Regions from separate parts of the Mus musculus genome. Here all the other regions are linked to region 1. A link is a contact called in public Hi-C data. All regions are on one chromosome and are shown on one strand. The core of a region is the stretch at or near the end of the contact, and the rest is flanking DNA. Distances in the headings are between cores, read along the strand shown. Region 1 overlaps Rad51b (RAD51 paralog B). Region 2 overlaps Rad51b (RAD51 paralog B). Region 3 overlaps Gm36660 (a long non-coding RNA gene).

Region 1 (4,256 bases), core at 658-3,157:
ACAAACCTTGGCTAGCCCTGTCTTCGTGGCCTCTAGAAAAGACTAGAGAAAAATCTGTTTGTCTTAGAAAGTGGATGGTCTAGCAGAGGGGAGAAAGGAGAGGGCTAGATCCTCTGGGACCAGTGTGCTTGTGTAGTGTACACAACACGACACCCAGGGATACCAGGCAAAGCTAACTCCTGGCATTCTCCCAAAGGATGGACAAGCTGAGATGTTCAAAGCAGGTCACCCTCCATAGAGGAAAAGCTCACGAGCCTGAGGTGGCTGTGAGTCGCGTCCTGCCCTGGCAGTCATGGTCATGTTCCAGGCTTGATGGCGCTTCAGTGTGACTCTTGTCTGCAGTTCACGTCAGTGGGCTCTCATTACTGTCTTCCTAAGTCCTGTTGACATTTGTAGGCAGAGAAGAAATCTGGATAAGGAAAATTCTTTTCTTGACATTGTTTAAAAGCATTACTAAAAAAAGAACAGACAGTATTTTCAGAGCTATGTGGAAGCAATGACGTTCGTGGTCAGTGTGGAAGCTCAGGTGGGTAGCTTGGTGAGCTGTTTCAGGCCACAGCCATTTGTGAGCAGCCTGGGATGTTCTGATATGGATACGAACACATTCATACTTCAGTGGCCACCTTTTTCTTCCCAAGACTGTCTTTTCTAGCATACAGCTTTTAGGATTTTTCTGGAAAAATTGCATTGTATTGGTTTGTGATGAGCTTAAGTTTCCAAAGAAATCCTACTGGATCCTCAAGACTGTTTCGTGTAAGGGGAAGAGTGGGTATCAGAAGCAAGCCATCTTTTTATCTTAGAAGTGGCAGGAGGTGGCTGTTCAGTCTACAGCTGACTTATCTGTGTATTTACAAACTGCAACTGAGGACAGCGAAGTGGCTTTGCTTGAAGTTACACAGAAAGTTAGTTCAGGAACAGCAAAGAAAAGCCCTGCCTCCTCATGCCTGGCTTGTCATCACAATGTGAGCTCTGTCCAGAAGAAGGGAATTCAGTCCTGTTGCTTTAAGAAATTTTGTGGGCCAGGCAGTGGTGGTACACCTTTAATCCCAGCAGATTAAAGGCAGAGGCAGGCAGATTTCTGTGAGTTTGAGGCCAGCCTGGCCTACAGAGAAAGTTCTAGGACAGCCAGAGCTACACAGAGAAACCCTGTCTTGAAAAAAAAATATTGTGAATATGTAAGACATTGAAGTGGCTTGTCAAGGTGGGCTCGTTATCCTGGATGAAGCATAATTTTAAAGAAATGTATTTGGAACACTCTAATTTTAACCTATGTTCTAATTCTAGCCCACAGAATTTTTGCTCAAAGTGCCCCCGCATACATTTTGTTCGAGCAGACCCTCAAGGCAGTTTTGTGGAAGTAGGAAAGACACATCTAAGTACAGCTGTTTTCCAGAAACAGAACTGAAGCTGGAAGCTGTGTGTGACCCAACCACACTGCTAGGAAGCTGCTGAGCGGGGCTCACGCCCAGGCGTGCAGGCCAAGCCCACGGCTTATCTCATTGCCCCACCATGCGTGTTGCTAAAATGATGTTTTAAAAAGCAGTCCCTTTTCCTCATCTTCTCCTGCAACGGCTACACTTTTCCTGCCCTGCCCGAGACAGTGCTGCCGTAGCCACACCATTTACCATATGTGGAGGGAATGGGCCTTCTCCTCCGCGCCTTCACTTCAGACCCAGTACTCTTTGCTTCCCCTTCAGATGTGAGGGGCTGCTGGGGTTATTGGCAGTGTCTCACTAGGCTGCCAGCGTTGAATAACCTTCATTTAAAACAAAAACAAACAAGGGAACAAGGGATAGGGAATTTAGCAAAGTTCTTGGCTCCCTTTTCTGGCTCTTCTTGAAACCCAGCATGCATTGTCAAGACGTGCTGCTTGTTTTCACACTGAACGCTAGGTGGCAGGGTGGCCACACCACTGGCTGTGGTCCCAGGGACAGGAATGAGGAGGCCTAGACCATCTGTGGCTTGGGGAGATTAGGCTAACCAACCTGGCTGATCTCTGCTTGACAGGGAACTGCCCGCAGTGAGTCTGAAACATATGCTTCCAAGATACTGCCTTTAAGTTTCCTTCTCCCTTTATTCCCTCAGCCCACTTGCAGTTTAATTTTTCTGCCCCATTGCATTCTGGTAGTAGAGGGCAGACACTGCCTGCCAGCAGCTGCCTCGAAGGGCAGATTGTGATGGGAGCACACAGTGGTGCTGGCACTCTTGCCTTGGCATGTCATTTGGGTCATGGGTGTCTGAAGGTAAGACCTTCCCTTGAGTTCATTAGATATTTCTCAGAGGGACAGCAGACTGAGCCTGAAGATCATAGTAAGCCATTACCCTACGATCACTCACTGTCCCCACTAACTCAGATACGCTGAAGATCACAAAAACAAGCAAACAAACCAAACAACAACAGAAGGCAGATTTTTGTTTTGCTGGCATGGCGCCATCTTGATTCTGCTGTGTAGCTAGACTGGCAGAGCTGCCGTAGGTGGGTGAGACATGGCTTCCAGTTTTTGTTCTTGTTTTCTTACCTAATAGTGTACTGGGGTCTGCTACCCTGGATGCCTCGCAGGCCACAGGCCGCAGGCCACAGTAAGCTAAATAAAGCACCAGTACAAGTTGTGTCCTTTCATGTTGTAGAGAGCATGAACTCCGGTTACAGAAATACTTCTCTGGATCTTTGGATTTTTTTTTTTTTTCTAAGAAAGAAGAAACACCATTAAAACAAAACATTGTGTACCAACTGAGGATAGCACCCTGACAGTACCCACCTTGAGACTTCAGTTAAAAAAAAAAAAAACAAGTCTGAATGTAGAAAATTGATCAAACAGAAAGATTTCGTTTTAATTACAAAGCATTCTTTCCTCACAGCTGAAACCACAATCAGATTTCATTAAACAGTGAGTAGTGAGTTCCTGATGTGGATTGTAAGTGACTCCATCGATGAGAATTAAAAAAAAAAAAAAATAGACTGTGTAAGTCGCAACTTTTCAGGAACTCACTTGTTGCGTAATACCAAGAACCAAGTGTCTTTGTACAAGAACCAAAATCACTTTGTACATATTCTTACATCACGACCTACCATTTCCCAACTGGGGAACCCAAAGCATTTTTTGGTTTTCAGCTAAGAGTCCTGATAAAATCCTAATTTTGCACATACAGCGTTGGTGACACTGAAGGGCCTCGTGAATGTGACCAAGGTGACTCGTCTACAGGATAGTTCTGTAGATGAAGGCCCAAGTGTTCTGCTGATTCAGTTGCCTAATGGACTTTCATTAAATTCAGCAATATGACTTTTGAGAATACCTCAAACAACGTACATAAAGCAGGCCAAGGATATTAATTGCAGGCTTTGAAGCTGGAAGAGGGTGGTGAGACCTTCTCCTTCCCTAAGAAAGAAATGTCATAAAAATTCCAAAGCAGAGATCAAATTTCCAGGGGGAGGGGCTTCTTTATTGTTTCCTCTAATAGCTGCTCTTGAGCCTTCTAGAGTGCTGTGTAGATTAGCCCTGGGCAGGGACTAAACAACAGCTTGGCTTTGCCCCACTCTAGTATTTTGCACCCATTTTGAATGATTAATTTATGATATTTTTGCTCTTGTCGGTCCTTTCTTTTATTCCACCTCCCTTCCCTCCCCCTGGAAGGTCTTTATCTTCACACTTTTCCAATTAATTGGTTTCCTTTGCCCTTGGAACCACAGTAAATGTGTAGTGGGTCTTTACGGGGGGGGGGGGGGCTTCATTCTGTGGATCATGCTTTAAAGTCTTGGGACTGGAGGGATGGTGAAAATGAGTCACAGCTTGTTTCTATATTTGCTTCTGTGTCAAGGGGTGTAGTTTTCTTACTACAATGTCTGCTCCATAGCTTACATTTTCAGGGAAACAAACCAGAATTCAGTCAGTTCCTTTAATGAAATGTTTTCAAATACTACAGAGTTCTTGGCCTCTGTAATTCCACACTGAACAGCACAGTGATGGCGGCCTTAGTATTTTTCTCCACAGGAAGAAAAAACACACTCAAAATAGGCTCCCTACCTCCCACCCCATGAGTCCTCCAGGAACAGGCCTTCTGAGTGTTGCCCAGGCCTGTTCACAGCCTTAGGACACCAGCACTAATTCACTGAAGGCCCCATAGTTACTTCTGAGTGACAGCTCAGGACAGGGACTTCAGGGATTGGGATCTAACAGTTAAAAGGAAGAAAGAAAGGAAGGAAGGAAGGAAGAAAGGAAGGAAGGAAGGAAGAAAGAAAGAAAGAAAGAAAGAAAGAA
Region 2 (4,137 bases), core at 375-2,874, 290 kb before region 1:
CCAACCTCTGATAATTCTCACAGAGGCCACGTGTATTCCAAACTGGTGTTTTGAGCCTTTTGCTTACGCCTGACATACGGATACGTCTTAGTACTTTCCCATGTGGAGTGTGTTGGGGACTCAGCAGTGTCTCTCTCTTTTAGTATTCACTATTCTCTCTTGTATGCTATTCCCTTCTCTCATAGACTGGTTGAGATTGCGGAATCTCGTTTTCCACAATATTTTAACACTGAGGAAAAATTGCTTCTGACCAGCAGTAGAGTTCATCTTTGCCGAGAGCTCACCTGTGAGGGGCTTCTACAAAGGTAGGCGGTTTCACATTACTAAAACATCTTATATTTTAGTAATGCTTTGAAAGTTTTCTCCTCCCCGTTTTCAGCTTCTTAGTAAAATAATTCTTATATAATGGAGTTAAAGAAATAATAATTTGGGCTGGAGAGATGGCTCAATGGTTTAGAGCACTGACTGCTCTTCCAGAGGTCCTGAGTTCAATTCCCAGCAACCACATAGTGACTCACAACCATCAGTAATGGGATCCGAAGTCCTCTTCTGATGTGTCTGAAGACAGCTACAGTGTATTCATATACATAAAGTAAATACATCTTTAAAAAAAATAATAATTTGTGCCTTCTTCATTCATTGTAGTTTTTTTGAAATGTTTCTTTAAAATGGAAAAAAAATCAGTGAATATTTTAGAATCTAAGTAGCTTATTAATTATAAGTTGTTTTGTTAGTGAACTACCTGTAAATGTGGCAGCTTAGAACAGCAAATACTTATTTTCTGGCGAGTGAGCTTCTGGAAGTGGCTCAGCTGGCTCTCCTGCTTTGCTTGTTGTCCAGGATAGCTGTTGTTTTGTTGACCAGTGGGCTGGTATGCCTGTACCCAAGCTCACTCGTGCACCATTGGAAGGCGTCCTTTCTTTACACAAGGAAAGTGTAGTCTTTCACCCCCACTGTCTGGAATAAGAGCATCACCATTTTGTCATGAGCACTTGTCACATAGACCAACTCTTGTGTAGTATGGGAAGGCATTTATGTAGAAATTCATAAAAAGATAGGACACACCAGGATAGGGGAATAAGAGGAGGCTGTTTTAGAGGCCGTTTTAGACTGGCTACACAAGTAGCTTTCCTGTAAAATTACAGCTTTTGTAGTATTGTAGGGCAACATGAAAACACTGTTGATATTTCCAGAAGAATGCAATGTGATAGGAGTGGTGAACTAAGTTATGTGTGCTGAATTTTACAGCCATCGCTGTGTGTGTGTGTGTGTGTGTGTGTGTGTGTGTGTGTGGTATGTGTGTGTGTGTGCACACACATGAGTGCATGAGCAAGTGCATGTGTGTTACTGGGCTTGAACCTAGGGCCTCGTGTGTCAGGCAAGGGCTGAGCTGCATCTCAGCACTTTTTTTTTTTAAAAAGATTTATTTTATTTATTTGAGTACACTGTAGCTGTTTCCAGACACCCCAGAAGAGGACATCAGATCCTTTTACAGATGGTTGTGAGCCACCCTGTGGTTGCTGGGAATTGAACTCATGACCTTTGGAAGAGCAGTCAGCGCTCTTATCCACTGAGCCATCTCTCCAGCTCCTCTCAGCACTTTTTTAAGTTTTTATTTTGATAACATACAGACTATGTTATCCAGTATGGTTTTGAACAACTCCCACTGTAGCCCAGTTTAGCCTTGACCTTGCAAACTTCTTTCTTTAATTTCCTGATTAATGAGGGCTACAGATCTCTGTTACCAGAGCTGGCTCGTTGTTATTTTAAAGCTGATTAACCCTTTCAGCATGGTGGTGTTGTTGTTTTAGGTTTATTTATTTTGTATTTTATGAGTATGAGTATTTGCCTGCATGTTTGTGTGTATACCACTTATATGTCTGGTGCCCTTGGAGGTTGGAAGAGTGGGTGGGGTCCCCTGGAACTAGAGTTACCAATGGGCGTGAACCCTCACGTACATGCTGGAAACCAAACCCTGGTCCTTTTCAAGAGAAGCAAGTGTTCCTAACTGTTGAGCCATCTGTCTCTCCAGCCCCTTCACTTTTTAAAGTCATGTCTTTGAAGTGACTTACAGATCTTCAGGGTTAGGCCTGCCTGCTTTCCTGAGTTCTAACTCCAAAAGCATGGCTGTCCTTTCCCCACCTCTGTCTCTGACCTGGAGAACAACCAGAGTCCTAAGCGTGTTTGCTCTCAACCTCCAGGCTGTTTGCTCTAACGCCCTCTTCCCCTCACAGATGTTTGCAGACCTCCATTGCACTCTAAGTCTTCACTGGCTCCCTCCTCCCAGCAGCTGCCAGGATTTACAGCTTGCCCAACTTGTGTTTTGGCTTTTCTCTCAAACCCTAATACAGTGTTCTTCTATTTTCCTTCTGAAAAGAAAAATAAAAAAGAGTTCGTGTCTTACACTTGTTTGTTATTTTACAAATTCTACTTTCACAGGCTTGAGTCTTTGGAGGAAGAGATCATTTCGAAAGGAGTTAAGCTTGTGATTGTTGACTCCATTGCTTCTGTGGTCAGAAAGGAGTTTGACCCGAAGCTTCAAGGCAACATCAAAGAAAGGAACAAGTTCTTGGGCAAAGGAGCGTCCTTACTGAAGTACCTGGCAGGGGAGTTTTCAATCCCAGTAAGTGTCCCTTTTCCTTCTTTTCTCTTAAGGTCATGACCTTACAGTATCAGATGATATACTTAGGGAAGACTAAACATCTGACTTCTAAAGTTGGATTGCTATGGCAAGTAACTGCTTTCGTAAGCCACCCTCTCTGCTGGTTATGTCCCCTTTTATAACATGACCCGGGACAGACTTAAGTGTTTCTGGCGGTTCCCACCGTCCCTTCCTTCATTCCTTCTCACGGGTTACTCATTCTGTGAGTTCTGTGTCACGTCTGTCATGCTGAGATTACTGTTACGTGGGACGACTCGAAGAGCGGCCTGGGTCTGTTTCTGCGAACTTTCTTTGCAGCGACGGTGTATCCTGTGGGTTTTGTAACTTAGATCTTTTAGGCTCTGTTCATGGGTTACCCTGTTCAGCGCTGTTTTGGTTTGTTTCCAATGGGCAGAGGTCAACCATGAATGGAAATGGCACAGAGAATACCTTAAAGGAGCTCTTGGAATGGTTTTCTGTGGTGGGCATTGTGATCAGGAAGTCTGAGGGGTGATTATTAGGGTTGGAGATGCACAGCAGACAACACAGAGATGTATATTAAGTTACACCCCACTCTGCTACATGTGGGAGGCTGAACTTGTTCTGCAGCCTCAGGAGCATTGGGTATTACTATGCTTGCTTTGATTTCTTCCAGACAGCATCCTGCTGTCCAGCCCGACCGTCCTCCCCCCAGACCCTCTTGCTTTTTGCCTTAGTGCTAGGGTTACAGGTATGGGTTACCACACTCTTCCAGGCTTTTTAGTCTTAGCCATGTTCCCACCCAGACAAGGAAATTCCTTAACCTGACATAAAATTTGCTTGAGACTTTATGGTTCTTATTTGTTTTGGAGAAATTAAGATCTCGTGTCTTTGTATCATAAAGAATATATACAAATTATGTGAGTCACCATGTAGCCTTTCATTTGTAAAGCCAAGCGAGAAGTCGGAGAAAGTTCACACACACACATTCTACATATTTTCATGACTCTAAAATTTATAGTTTGGATTAAAATCAGATATTACAGAGTTTATCTTGAGAACTGTTATCTTTATGTTTTTAATAGCTACTTAAAATGATATATTTGAATTGTTCCTGGTCAAGTAGAATAGAAAAATTTAAAGAATCTTTTGAAGAGATACTTAATAGGAATTTAAGATGAGTTGCTTACTTATTTTTACTAACTTACAGTGTTGCTTGACCTAAGCCTCTGCAAAATGTGAAAAGTAACCTTTTAAAAGTTGTTTTCCTTTTTAAACAGCAGTTATAGGCTGATGTTTTGCAATTCACTAAGATAGTTTATCTTTTTGAGTAAGAAAAAAAAACTCTACTCTTTTTTTGTTGTTGTTTTAGTAGAGCTCTCTGAAACAACAGGTGTCCGGTGTCTGAGAAGAGCTGGGCAGGGTTGTGATCTGGTGGATGCGATGTTATTTGTCCCTGATCCGGATGCTCCTCCCTAGGCTCAGTGCTCCAAGCTCAACCAATATCTCATGGAGTT
Region 3 (3,898 bases), core at 492-2,991, 430 kb after region 1:
GCCTAGGAATTTCATAAATTCATTCTTTTTAATAGCTGAGTAGTACTCCATTGTGTAAATGTACCATATTTTCTGTTCCTCTGTTGAGGGGCATCTGGGTTCTTTCCAGCTTCTGGCTATTATAAATAAGGCTGCTATGAACATAGTGGAGCATGTGTCCTTCTTACCGGTTGGAACATCTTCTGGATATATGCCCAGGAGAGGTATTGCTGGATCCTCCGGTAGTACTATGTCCAATTTTCTGAGGAACCGCCAGACTGATTTCCAGAGTGGTTGTACAAGCTTGCAATCCCACCAACAATGGAGGAGTGTTCCTCTTTCTCCACATCCTCGCCAGCAACTGCTGTCACCTGAATTTTTGATCTTAGCCATTCTGACTGGAGTGAGGTGGAATCTCAGGGTTGTTTTGATCCCCAATGATTAAGGATGTTGAACATTTTTTCAGGTGCTTCTCAGCCATTCGGTATTCCTCAGGTGAGAATTCTTTGTTTAGCTCTGAGCCCCATTTTTAATGGGGTTATTTGATTTTCTGGAGTCCACCTTCTTGAGTTCTTTATATATATTGGATATTAGTCCCCTATCTGATTTAGGATAGGTAAAGATCCTTTCCCAATCTGTTGGTGGCCTTTTTGTCTTATTGACAGTGTCTTTTGCCTTGCAGAAGCTTTGCAATTTTATGAGGTCCCATTTGTCGATTCTCGATCTTACAGCACAAGCCATTGCTGTTCTATTCAGGAATTTTTCTCCTGTACCCATATCTTCTAGGTTTTTCCCTACTTTCTCCTCTATAAGTTTCAGTGTCTTAGTTTTATGTGGAGTTCCTTAATCCACTTAGATTTGACCTTAGTACAAGGAGATAGGAATGGATCAATTCGCATTCTTCTACATGATAACCGCCAGTTGTGCAGGAGGGACTTTTCAAGGCCCTCGGTGAACTCCTGACATCATAGGTAGCACTGAATTCTACCTAGGCTCCTCTTACATACATACCTATGATAGGGTTTAATGCGTGACTTAGATGTAGCAAGAGATTGACAGCAATAACAAATAATAAAACAGAGCCATTATAACAAGATGCTATAATAAAAGATATGTGGAGATGATCTTTTTTTTCCCTCAACTGTCTTGCTACAGTGTTCTAGTGCTTCTGGTAATGATGGGAGATAATGGACTGAGTTGATGTCCACGTGGTGACGTAGCATTAGGCTACAACTGACCCTCTGAAGACATATCAGAGGGAGGATCGTGTGCTTCATTTGGAGCAAGATTTCTTCACCATGCCACTCCTTACAGCCTACAATCTTAAACTTGCTCTTTCAGGAATTTTTCTATGTAATGTATGTGGGTCACAATTGGCTAGTCCAGATAACCAAAGTCACAGAAAAAAAAACAAAAACCGTAACACCACTTTCCCTCCAAGTTCCCATCACTGGAACATCCCAAGGACGAATAAGGAAGGGACCAAGCAGTAGTGTCTCTACACATGATGTTTAAGGCTACCCATGCAAAACAGAGTGAAGAACCAGAAATAGTGTTTGGGAAGCATAGTTGTGAGGTTTTCCTATCCATCACCTATACATGTGCTTCCCAGTTACACAACTCCCCAACCTCACTGTCCTATGGACACCAAGTAAGCCAATGCGCTACAAGTTGGGCAAGCCAATCCAGGGACCAGAGCATGTGCTAGCTGTATGACTTCAGACACGGCGGTTATACTCCTGCCAAGCCTGTTTCCTCATTTCTAATAATCTCTGCCTCCTCCCTGCCCCAGAAGGAAGCTGTGAGAATTCACTGAGTAATGTCTATCTACAAAGCACTTAGCTTGCAAGAGAAGAGTCCTACATAAGCAGAAGATGACGGTGGCTGTTGTGACAGCTGCTTGAGTCTCTTAGCCATTTCCCAGCCCTTTATTTGCTGCTGTTAGAGCTTAGCCTGCTGTGAGTCACTATGGTCCTGTTCCCAAGGTTTTGCTAAAAGAATTCCCCTTGAGCGTATATTCCTATCTGGCTACACAGCCAATTGAGGCGACATCAGAAAACAAGGCTAAGAAAATATGCTGTCACAACCTTCCCTAGCACCTGACTCCACTTTGCTTCTTATCTACTGGACTGTAATTTCATAAGGGTGGGAACATCTAGGCCACAATGTTGCTCAACTAAAGGGGGGGGCACCTTTTACCACCACTTAATTGGCAACAAATTTGTTGAATGACTTCCTGAGTGAAACACTGCCTAGCTGAGATTTAAGTAAAAACTAACATTTTTGAATTCTCACCATGTAAAAAGGGTACCACATACTCTTTATTTTATTTATTCAACTCAACAGCCCTATGAAATCAAACTCATATTGTGTGAATGAGCAAACTGAAGTTAACCCCTATAAACGATCACCAAGGCCATGGATAAGCTGGCCATCTCCTGTAGATGTCTTAGCCAAACTAACAGGAAGATAGCACCAGAAAAAAAACTTCTGGAACAATACATTAAACCAAACTCTTATGGGCTGGCTGGGGAAATAACTCACTGGGAATAACGTTCATTGTATAAACATGGGGACCTGAGTTCAGATCCCCACACTCATGTAAAAAGGAACTGTAGCACACACCCGCAGCCCCAGCACTGGGTCAGGGGAAGAGATGATCCCCAGAACTTGCTGGTGAGCCACTCTAGCTAAAACTGTTAGCTACAGTTTCGATGAGAGAGCCTGTGTCAAAAAAAAAAAAAAAAGTAAGGTGGAGAGAGACAGAAGACACCCAGTACCAATCTCTGACTTCCATGTACACAGCACTGGGACACATATCACGGGAGGGGGTGTTAAGGAGAGGAAAGGAGGAGTGGGAGAAAAAGGAAAGGAGGGGGAAAAAGGGAAAAAGAGACAGCTGGAGAGGAAGAAATGGGGTTAGGTAGTGGTAGCACACACCTCCAATCCCAGCACTTGAGAGGCAGAGACAAGCAAATCTTTTTGAGTTCAAGGTCAGCCTAGGCTATAGAGCAAGCTCCAAGACAGCCAAGACTACAGAGAAACCCTGTCTGGAAAAACAAAAAACAAAACAAACAAAAGAAGGAGGAGGAGAAGGAGGGAAAGAAAAGAAGTGGGAGGCCCTGGGTGGCAACTGCTGGATGAGAAAGAACACAGGTTGCAGTAGGTTCTTACAACTTTCCAAAGAGAGTCCTTGGAGCTGCGATGCCCCCTCCTGTACCTCCTCCAGCCCTGGCTCTTCTAGCCCACCTTTTCCTCCTCCAGCATCCACCCTGCATCACATACATACACACAAAGTCTCTGCCACAAGCTCTTCCCACAAATATACATAAACATACAGTCACACAAGGGCCATTCTTCACTAGTAAAGCTCAGATTCTTGGGCAGTGAGGAGTGCAGACAAGCAAGACCCCGGATGATGCAAATTATGCCGAGAGCATGGAGTGCTCTTTGCTTCAGCACTGCTGAAACTCAACAGTATATGAAATAGATTTTTGGATTTTGTTCTACATTCCCTATTAGGGACATTTTCCTCCTGTGAGCCTTATCGATGACATGTTCCCCCTGGTCCAAAGGATTGACCCACATTCAACCCCTGCATTCATTTTCTGAGCTCTGTTGACCTTTATTAGTCCTTTGATATAGGGACAATAATCTCTGGTCTGATATCTGAAGGAACTTGGGCTTTCAGAGACCTACAATAGGCCTTGTTTGAGTAGCAATCCTTAAGAAGGGCCCATGGGGGAAGTGCATATTGACTCAGGCCCTTGGCACAGGCAAAGGAATTTTTGACAGTTGAGAGGCACTTCCAGGTGAATGTAAACTCCAGGGTTTGGTGACTCCCTTCAACTGGGCCCTGATAACCACAGGGCAACCTGTTTGCAGGCTAACTACTCCTGGCTTCCCTACCTGACTCCTG

The links. Hi-C and Micro-C count contacts between places; a contact is called where the count stands out from the background.
Region 2: a contact with region 1 is called in a Hi-C map of uterus, with 4 times the contacts expected there. The contact joins two enhancer-like sites. A contact is called at or near these places in 3 of 484 Hi-C or Micro-C datasets (bone marrow-derived macrophages, embryonic fibroblasts and uterus), 1 of 115 datasets of contacts at active chromatin or transcription factors (embryonic stem cells) and 2 of 9 other capture datasets (bone marrow-derived macrophages and embryonic stem cells).
Region 3: a Hi-C map of bone marrow-derived macrophages shows a contact between it and region 1, with 17 read pairs. The contact joins two enhancer-like sites. A contact is called at or near these places in 1 of 15 datasets of contacts at CTCF or cohesin (large pre-B cells), 3 of 484 Hi-C or Micro-C datasets (the HPC-7 cell line, bone marrow-derived macrophages and nephron progenitors), 6 of 115 datasets of contacts at active chromatin or transcription factors (the NIH/3T3 cell line, Th17 cells, embryonic stem cells and 2 more) and 1 of 9 other capture datasets (embryonic stem cells).

Annotation. Positions count from the first base shown.
Region 1 is chr12:79,610,979-79,615,234 of GRCm38.p6, forward strand. All of the region lies in intron 7 of Rad51b (RAD51 paralog B), which reads left to right. Among named protein-coding and RNA genes, the nearest start is that of Gm36048, 190 kb to the right of the region's middle. Within about 2 kb of position 1,908, at least 163 of the 459 cell types and tissues checked have an H3K27ac peak or open chromatin away from gene starts, as enhancers often do. A contact at or near this core is called in bone marrow-derived macrophages and uterus, where this site is marked.
Region 2 is chr12:79,324,782-79,328,918 of GRCm38.p6, forward strand. It overlaps Rad51b (RAD51 paralog B), which reads left to right. Exons shown (of 11, transcript NM_009014.3): 6 at 186-305; 7 at 2,440-2,623. Among named protein-coding and RNA genes, the nearest start is that of Rad51b, 30 kb to the left of the region's middle. Within about 2 kb of position 1,625, at least 10 of the 459 cell types and tissues checked have an H3K27ac peak or open chromatin away from gene starts, as enhancers often do. A contact at or near this core is called in uterus, where this site is marked.
Region 3 is chr12:80,045,025-80,048,922 of GRCm38.p6, forward strand. The region is part of intron 3 of Gm36660 (a long non-coding RNA gene); the gene reads right to left. Among named protein-coding and RNA genes, the nearest start is that of Gm36834, 27 kb to the left of the region's middle. Within about 2 kb of position 1,742, at least 54 of the 459 cell types and tissues checked have an H3K27ac peak or open chromatin away from gene starts, as enhancers often do. A contact at or near this core is called in bone marrow-derived macrophages, where this site is marked.